Linked DNA regions of Zea mays: region 1 is linked to region 2. A link is a contact called in public Hi-C data. All regions are on one chromosome and are shown on one strand. Each heading gives the region's core, a stretch centred on a gene start, on an enhancer-like site or on the middle of the called end of the contact. The rest is flanking DNA. Distances are from core to core; before and after follow the strand shown. Region 1 holds the start of LOC103651673 (probable arabinosyltransferase ARAD1). Region 2 holds the start of LOC103651666 (probable protein S-acyltransferase 4).

Region 1 (4,000 bases), core at 1,243-3,742, 400 kb after region 2:
CCCGTCAAAAGGGGACCGGGTCCGGCAAATCACCCACAGGTACTTTTGGAGCGCGCCTCCGGGCCACTAGCCGACCCCTAACGAATGGGGCACGGGCGTCCACTCGGATTACCCGTTAGCAACTCATTGGAGACACCATGTTCGGCGCCCTCCGAGGGCAACATGGCGCTTTCCCCCTCCTCCTTGCGGAAAGGCGACGCAGGGGCGTATGTAAAAAGCCGAGTCTGTCCTCGACCGTCCTCTCGCTCTGCGCGGAGGCTCGGGGGCTGCTCTCGCGAACCCGGCTCTGACCAAACCGTTGACAGCGTCAACATACCAGCCCGAGAACTTGGGACTCGACTGTGCACCCGGGCTACGGCCAGTTCGCATGAGGGAACAACCAGACCGGCCGAGGCATTATGAAATGCGCTAAGACCTCGAAGGAGTCAAACCACATCTCCGAGGCCTCGGGGGCTACACCCGGCGGGTGCGCTCGCGCGCACCCCCCCGGAATGAAATGCAACCGAGAAAGGCCGGTCCCCTTGCAAAAAAGTGCGACAAAAGCCTCCAAGCGAGTATTAACACTCCCTTCGAGGCTCGGGGGCTACTGTCGGGGACCATAATTAGGGGTACCCCCAAGACTCCAAATCTCAGCTGGTAACCCCCATCAGCACAAAGCTGCAAAGGCCTGATGGGTGCCATTAAGGTCAAGGCTCAGTCCACCCAAGGGACATGATCTCGCCTCGCCCGAGCCCAGCCTCGGACAAAGGCAGCCGACCCCGAAGGATTCATGTCTCGCCCGAGGGCCCCCTCAAGCAACAGACACACCTTCGGCTCGCCCGAGGCCCAGTCTTCGTCGAGAAGCAACCTTGGCCGGATCGCCACACCGACCGACCGTATCGCAGGAGCATTTAATGCAAGGATGGTCTGACATCTTATCCTGACGCGCGCCCTTCAGTCAACAGAGCCGAAGTGATCGCAGTCACTTCGCCGCTCCACTGACCGGCCTAACAAGAAGACAGCGCCGCCTGCGTCGCTCTGACTGATGTGCCACTCGACAGAGTGAGGCTGACAGCAGCCAAGTCCGGCCTCGGGCGCCATAGGAAGCTCCGCCTCGCCCGACCCCAGGGCTCGGACTCGGCCTCGGCCCCGGAAGACGACGAACTCCGCCTCGCCCGACCCCAGGGCTCGGCCTCGGCCCCGGAAGACGATGAACTCCGCCTCGCCCGACCCCAGGGCTCGGACTCGGCCTCGGCCCCGGAAGACGACGAACTCTGCCTCTCCCGACCCTAGGGCTCGGACTCGGCCTCGGCCCCGGAAGACGACGAACTCCGCCTCGTCCGACCCCAGGGCTCGGACTCAGCCCTGGCCTCAGATGATGGTCTCCGCCTCGCCCGACCCGGGGCTCGGACTCGACCTCGACCTCGGAACACAGACTCGACCTCGACCTCGGAGGAGCCTCCGCCTCGCCCGACCCAGGGCTCGGACCGACCACGTCACAGGGGGCCATCATTACCCTACCCCTAGCTAGCTCAGGCTACGGGGAACAAGACCGACGTCCCATCTGGCTCGCCCCGGTAAACAAATAATGATGGCGCCCCGCGTGCTCCATGACGACGGCGGCTCTCAGCCCCTTACGGAAGCAAGGAGACGTCAGCAAGGACTCGACAGCCCCGACAGCTGTCCTTCCGCAAGGCTCCAGCGCTCCTCCGACGGCCACGACATCACATGAACAGGGTGCCAAAACCTCTCCGGCTGCCACGACGGTATGTACTTAGGGCACTAGCTCCTCTCTGCTAGACACGTTAGCACACTGCTACATCTCCTATTGTACACCTGAGCCCTCTCCTTACGCCTATAAAAGGAAGGTCCAGGGCTCTTGTACGAGAAGGTTGGCCGCGCGGGAGAACGGGACGGCGCCAAGCCTCTCGCTCCCTCCCACACGGACGCTTGTAACCCCCTACTGCAAGCGCACCCGTCCTGGGCGCAGGACAACACGAAGGCCACGGGTTTCCCCTTTCGCCTGCCTTCCTTTTTTGTCCCCCCTTCGTGCTCCGTCTCGCGCCGACCTATCTGGGCTGGGACACGTGACGATAATTTACTCGTCGGTCTAGAGACCCCCGGAGTCGAAACACCGATAATATTATTTTTTCCTAAGTACACCCTCTATTCAAAATTATAAGACATTTTGGCTTTTGTAAATACATTGCTTTTATTATATATCTAGATATATATTAAACTAAAAAATCCTAGGTTTTAAAAATAGTTTTAGAATAGAGGAAATACTAGCTAGCGTTATATATTTACAAAAATGGAAGTAAAAGACCATTTTTTCTCTCCCGTCAATCTATTTTTGCAAAAGCAAGAAGGAAATTTAAAATACTTCCGTTCCTTGGGCCTTCACCGTTACTTACGGGCTTATGGCCCAAACGATTACATTGTGCGAGCCAACTAACTATTCCAGAACGATTTACCTGGGAAAAAAAACGATCCAGAAGGTCCTGTAAAAAAATAAAAAAAAACAATTCTAGAAAGAAGAACTTGGCTGGGAGGCTGGGACTCACGCGTCCTCTCCTCCCCTCTCCCTTTATGCAACTCAAACTGAATCGGATCGATCCGCCACTCCACCCGGCCATGCTCCTCCCTCCGTCGCCGCCTCCAGTCCAGCCATGACCCGCGCTGCCCCATGGCACCCCGCGGCCGCACCCTCCTCCTCCCGCTCGCCGCGGCCACTGTCCTCGTCGCCTCCACCATCTTCCTCTTCGCCGCCGTCGGCGCGCGCTGGCGGCCGGCCGACACCGGCCTCCCCGTCCCGCCCGACGCCTTCCCCACGGCCGTGACCATTGCTTTACCCAACGCCACCACAGGCAAAGAGCTCTCATTTCTTGACGAGAACGGCCGCCCGGACGACTCCTCCTCCGCCTCAGCATCCGGCGCCACCGCCGTCAGATGCGATCCCCGCGCCGCCGCCGTCAGGGTCTTCATGTACGACATGCCGCCCGAGTTCCACTTCGGCCTCCTCGGCTGGTCCCCGCCGTCCCCTGCCTCCGTCTGGCCAGACGTCACGGACGGCTCCCTGCCGCCGCCGCGCTACCCTGGGGGGCTCAACCAGCAGCACAGCGTTGAGTACTGGCTCACGCTCGACCTCCTCTCCTCCTCCTCCTTCTCCTTATCGCCCCCCTGCGGCCGCCACTCCGCAGTGCGTGTCACCGACCCCCGCGACGCCGACCTCGTCTTCGTCCCCTTCTTCGCGTCCCTCAGCTACAACCGCCACTCCCGGCCCTTGCCGCCCGAGAAGGTCGGCAGGGACAAGGCACTCCAGGAGAAGCTGGTGGGGTACCTCACGGCGCGGCCGGAATGGAGGAGGTTCGGCGGAGCCGACCACGTCATCGTGGCGCACCACCCCAACAGCTTGCTGCACGCCCGGGCGGCGTTGTCCCCCGCAGTGTTCGTGCTGTCAGACTTCGGGAGGTACCCACCGAGGGTGGCCAGCTTGGAGAAGGATGTCATTGCGCCATACAAGCACATGGCCAAGACGTTCGTCAATGACTCGGCCGGGTTCGATGACCGGCCGACCCTGTTATACTTCCGGGGAGCAATTTACAGGAAGGAGGTAAGTGTGCTTGCTGCAATTTGGCGATTAACTTGTGTGTTTACCCTCTAGATTATATAATCTAGCTTAAATAAGTTAAGAGACAAACAAACAACATAGAATATTAGGTGGATTATATACGTAGATTATGATAATCCATAAGCAAATCATTAGGTGGTTATATAATCCATAAGCTGGATTATGTAATCCTGGAAGGAAACAAAAAGGGCCTAATTTTGTTGGTTCTGAATTCTGATAGTTAGTCATTATGAAGCTGTCAAGCATTGCTCATTTGCTTCTGCGAGTTAATCATTATGAAACCGTCAAGTATCGAGCACCATACTGCGAGAAGTATTCTACTCCGTATGAAACTGTCAAGCGTTGAACGTTCCACTTGTAGTAATACTAGTATTTAGTAATCTAGTACCA
Region 2 (4,048 bases), core at 1,005-3,504:
AGTAATGAAACAAGTGCTGACTTGCACGTGTCCTTTTTCAGTGGAGGTCTGGAGCTAGAATCTGATAATTCAACATTCAAATTGCGTACTGCATAGTAGCTGGGTCGGTTACTTACAAGTCCAATGCACTGGCCGACCCATGGGCAGTGGTGGTCAAACTTGTGGACGCAGTTGTTGCAGATGGAGCAGTGCGAGGATCGTGGCGGACGGTACCTCAGGCAGGTCTCGCAGAACTTCACCTTCACCGTGAAGCCGTTGATGATGACGTCCTTGGTCCGGCGGAGCCTCATCCGCGGGGTTCTCCCGCCGCTCCAGTCCATAGACGGCGTGTTGCAGCCGAGGAACTCGTCGGCTTCAGGGGGCGCCCTCGAGTTCCTTGGCACGATTCCTGGGTCTCTGGTGGATGTCATGGATAGGAAGACAAGGTCCTGCGTTTGAAGCCACGGTTCAGTTTCTGGCTGCATTGGGAATCGGATGTTTTTGATTCATCAGTTTCATGTATCTAGGCTGGAGCCGTTGTGGAGTTCATGATGATTGCTGGGAGAGAGGACAGTGGAGTCGGCAAAGAAGATGACGGGCCTAAGAGATAGACGCACTGACCATGATCGTTGTGACGGTGACTACGAGCGCTGCTGCCTGGTGCATCTGCTGCTGCTGCCGCCCACCAGAGCCGTAGAACGTGGATTTTATCTGGTAGCAGAAGACGATGGTCGGGGCGACGATGAGGAATGTCGTGAGCAGGAGGGACGCGGCGTCGGGCCCGAACATGAGCCGCCCGCCGCACAGGAATATCTGCAGAGTTGGTTTGGTTTGGTTGCCCTGTCAGTGGACTCTGGGTCTGTTTCGGGCAACCTTTGTTTGAAGAGTTGCCGAACCATTTGAAACTGGTAACGAAGGAGAGAAGAAGACAGAAGAAGCTCGTGCTGGGGCTTACGCACGTTGTTTCCCTTCCAAGCCTGGTAGAGCCTTCTGCGCTCAGCCTCCTCCTGCTGCTGCTCATCCTCAGCAGGCTCTGATGGCTTCATGACGGCGCCCTCTAGTCCTGGCTTCTGCTGATGCTGCTCATCCTCAGCAGGCTTTGATGGCTTCATGACGGCGCCCTCTAGTCCTGGCTTCTGCTGATGCTGCTCATCCTCAGCAGGCTCTGATGGCTTCATGACGGCGCCCTCTGCTCCTGGCTGCTGCTGCTGCATGATGCTTGCTCTGATTCTGTCACGAGACACGCATCGGTGATGGCGAGGTTGGACATGTGTGACGCCTGCCTTGCTTTCAACGGATGATGGTCCAGAGCAGAGGCATTGTAGTTGCCGTAGGAGCAAGCAGTGCCCAGCGGTCAAGCTGTACTGCAGGCCATCAATAACTGGATCACCCCTTTTCCATTGAAGGAGTTCCCAAGGACAGGCAGCAGGCAGCAGGGAGTGGTGGTGGCAATGGGCACGCAAATGCAGAGAGAAGAAGCTGTACCTTTTGGTTGGGTTGGGTTGGGTTGGGTCGTGTTGACAAACCATCCCAATTGTTAGACAGATTGATCCTCCGGGTGGTGGATGCGATGCCGGTACGTTACATTCTTATTCTTATCCTGCCGCGATCCCCGCTGGAAATTGCGTCTCCCTGGAAAGCCTGTTAGCATATACCTCTGTCTCTGTCTCTGTCTGGTAGCATTTAACTTCGTCTGCTGGTTTTGCTGGACCTGCATACTGTTTTTTTTTCTTGAGACGAACCAATTGACCTGCTCGGCCCGGCCCGGCCCAGGTCGCGAACCCAATAATGCATGTGGTGAGGCTGAGGCAGGCCCAGCTGTCAGCTCTCAGCTGGCCGTGTCTGACTCTGACCTCCGGACGCCAGCCGCACAAGTGGAGTCATGTGCGCAGCCCGGGCAACGTGATCCCGTCCAGCCAATCGTATCGCTCCACCTCCAACCCCATTACCTCAAGTACCTCTCACTTTCCAAATTGTAAGTTACTCTGTTTTCTTTCTTCTTTTCTAGAAAAAAAAAGACTCGATGTCTTAATTTTATCTTAACTCAAACTATCATAAAGTTATAAATGAAAGAAATCTGTCTTGAATAACAGAAAAGCACAAGAAAGTAAATGTCATGTTCACTGGTGTTGCCGTCTTGCATTTTGCCACGTGTGGAAATTCACCTGTGCTGTGCAGAAGAACCTTTTGTCGTACTCGTACCTCTGCAATCCGCGGCATCCATGGATTGGTTTGCTTGACCCCGTCGCCGCGTCGGTCGTCGGCCACCATCGAAGCCACGCGGCTTCTTCCTTCTGCGTTTCTGCCCCTCCTCGCACCCGCACTGCCCGCCCGTTCGTCCGTCGTCGTCTTCGCCGCTCCCTCCCGGCCTCCCGGGCTGGACGAAACGAACCCTCGCTCGCCCTCCTTATAACCGAACGGCCGAACCCAGCCAACCCAGCCGTTTCTCTTCGTACGGCCTCTGCCAGCCAGTGTCCTGCTACTAGGGAAGCATACCAACTCCCCATTCTTCTCTTCGCCGCAGCCAGGAAGGAAGGATGTGCGGGATCTTCGCCTACCTCAACTACAACGTCTCGCGGGAGCGCCGCTACATCCTCGAGGTCCTCTTCAACGGCCTCCGCCGCCTCGAGTACCGCGGCTACGACTCCGCCGGGATCGCGCTCGATGCCGACCGCCAGGTCCCCTCCCCCGCTCCCGCTTCCTCTTCCGACGCGCGGCCGTACGCCGGGGCGCCGCCGCTCGTGTTCCGCCAGGAGGGCAAGATCGAGAACCTCGTGCGATCCGTCTACTCCGGTCAGCCCACTCCCGTTTCAAATCTCCTTGTTCCTGCCGCAAAACTTGGATATGCTTTTTGTTTTGTTTTGTTTTGTTTTGTTTCGGGGGCCGACTTGTCTCTATCGGACGGGTTTTGGGATCGCAATTTGTGGGGGATTATTCTGTTACCTGCTGACAGTGATTTTGGCTGATTCTATTCTACGGTTACCGCGTGACATTTCTCTCATATCATATAGCTTAACCACAGGCTCTGAAAATTCTGGATCTCTGTTCTCATCAATATCTCTAATTCTAGTTTGTAGCTCTTAGCAAATCCTGGACGTAGAATTGGGCCATGCATATCAAGTAGGCTTCTTCCATTTATGCCATTCGTCAGAAATCGTATACAAGTTTCCATGGCACTTTTGGTGGTACTCCGTCCTGTTCCTGTACTAGTAGTCCTGAAATGCTGAACTATACGAGTAGCTCAGAAGCTAAATCTTACTCCAGCTTCCGTGATTGTGTCCCTTTTCTCAGAGGTTGATGAGAAGGATGTGAACCTGGATGCTGCGTTCAGTGTGCATGCTGGGATCGCACATACCAGGTGGGCCACGCACGGTGTGCCTGCTCCAAGGAACAGCCACCCCCAATCGTCTGGTGCCGGTGATGAGTTCTTGGTTGTCCACAATGGCATTATCACCAACTATGAGGTCTGCTTACTCTGCTATTGTGATATTGTATAATATAAAATAGAGTTCTTGCATGTTCTTCGTTTCATATGGTGACATACTTGTTACTGTGTGTGACATTGCTTGATGGAATCCTTGCGGTATTGTATTGTTTGTTTTGTTCTATATAGTCTTTACAGTTGTGTGTGCACATGGACCATTGAAACCACACGCCTGTACCAACATACCAACACTTGCTTTGAGCTCCCTTCACATGGGATGTCCCCTTATCTTCCCTCCAATTTTTAAGCAGAGAATCTGCCCTTTAGAGGCTGGAACTTTGTTCCATTATCTAAAAACAATTTAATACTTACGAATGGTTACCGCAGTACATTATTTACTGTTTAACAAATGGAATATCAAGAACTGCCATTGCAGATCTGCAGTTTATCCAACGCCAGACTTGAATTTCCTTTTCTAATCATGTAATTTTTTTCGCAATACTCAATGTTAGATTTCAAAAATTGATCCTGTGTTTATGGACATTTATGACACTCAAGTCTGAACCATCATAGACTTCAATGTATGTTATCATGTGCATCCTCTTGATTCTGTTGTGAACTAACGTGGCACCATATTATACTTGG

Evidence for each region. Hi-C and Micro-C count contacts between places; a contact is called where the count stands out from the background.
Region 1: a Hi-C map of ear shows a contact between it and region 2, with 2.2 times the contacts expected there. The contact joins the promoter of LOC103651673 here to the promoter of LOC103651666 in region 2. A contact is called at or near these places in 3 of 25 Hi-C or Micro-C datasets (ear, leaf mesophyll and tassel).

The regions. Positions count from the first base shown.
Region 1 is chr3:236,182,371-236,186,370 of Zm-B73-REFERENCE-NAM-5.0, forward strand. It overlaps LOC103651673 (probable arabinosyltransferase ARAD1), which reads left to right and starts at 2,493. Exons shown (of 2, transcript XM_008677382.3): 1 at 2,493-3,592. The coding sequence starts at 2,666.
Region 2 is chr3:235,777,817-235,781,864 of Zm-B73-REFERENCE-NAM-5.0, forward strand. LOC103651666 (probable protein S-acyltransferase 4) reads right to left here and starts at 2,255. Exons shown (of 7, transcript XM_035966546.1): 1 at 2,182-2,255; 2 at 939-1,983; 3 at 601-792; 4 at 117-428. The coding sequence starts at 1,508. It overlaps LOC100194010, which reads left to right and starts at 2,164. Exons shown (of 11, transcript NM_001309891.1): 1 at 2,164-2,772; 2 at 3,271-3,443. The coding sequence starts at 2,517.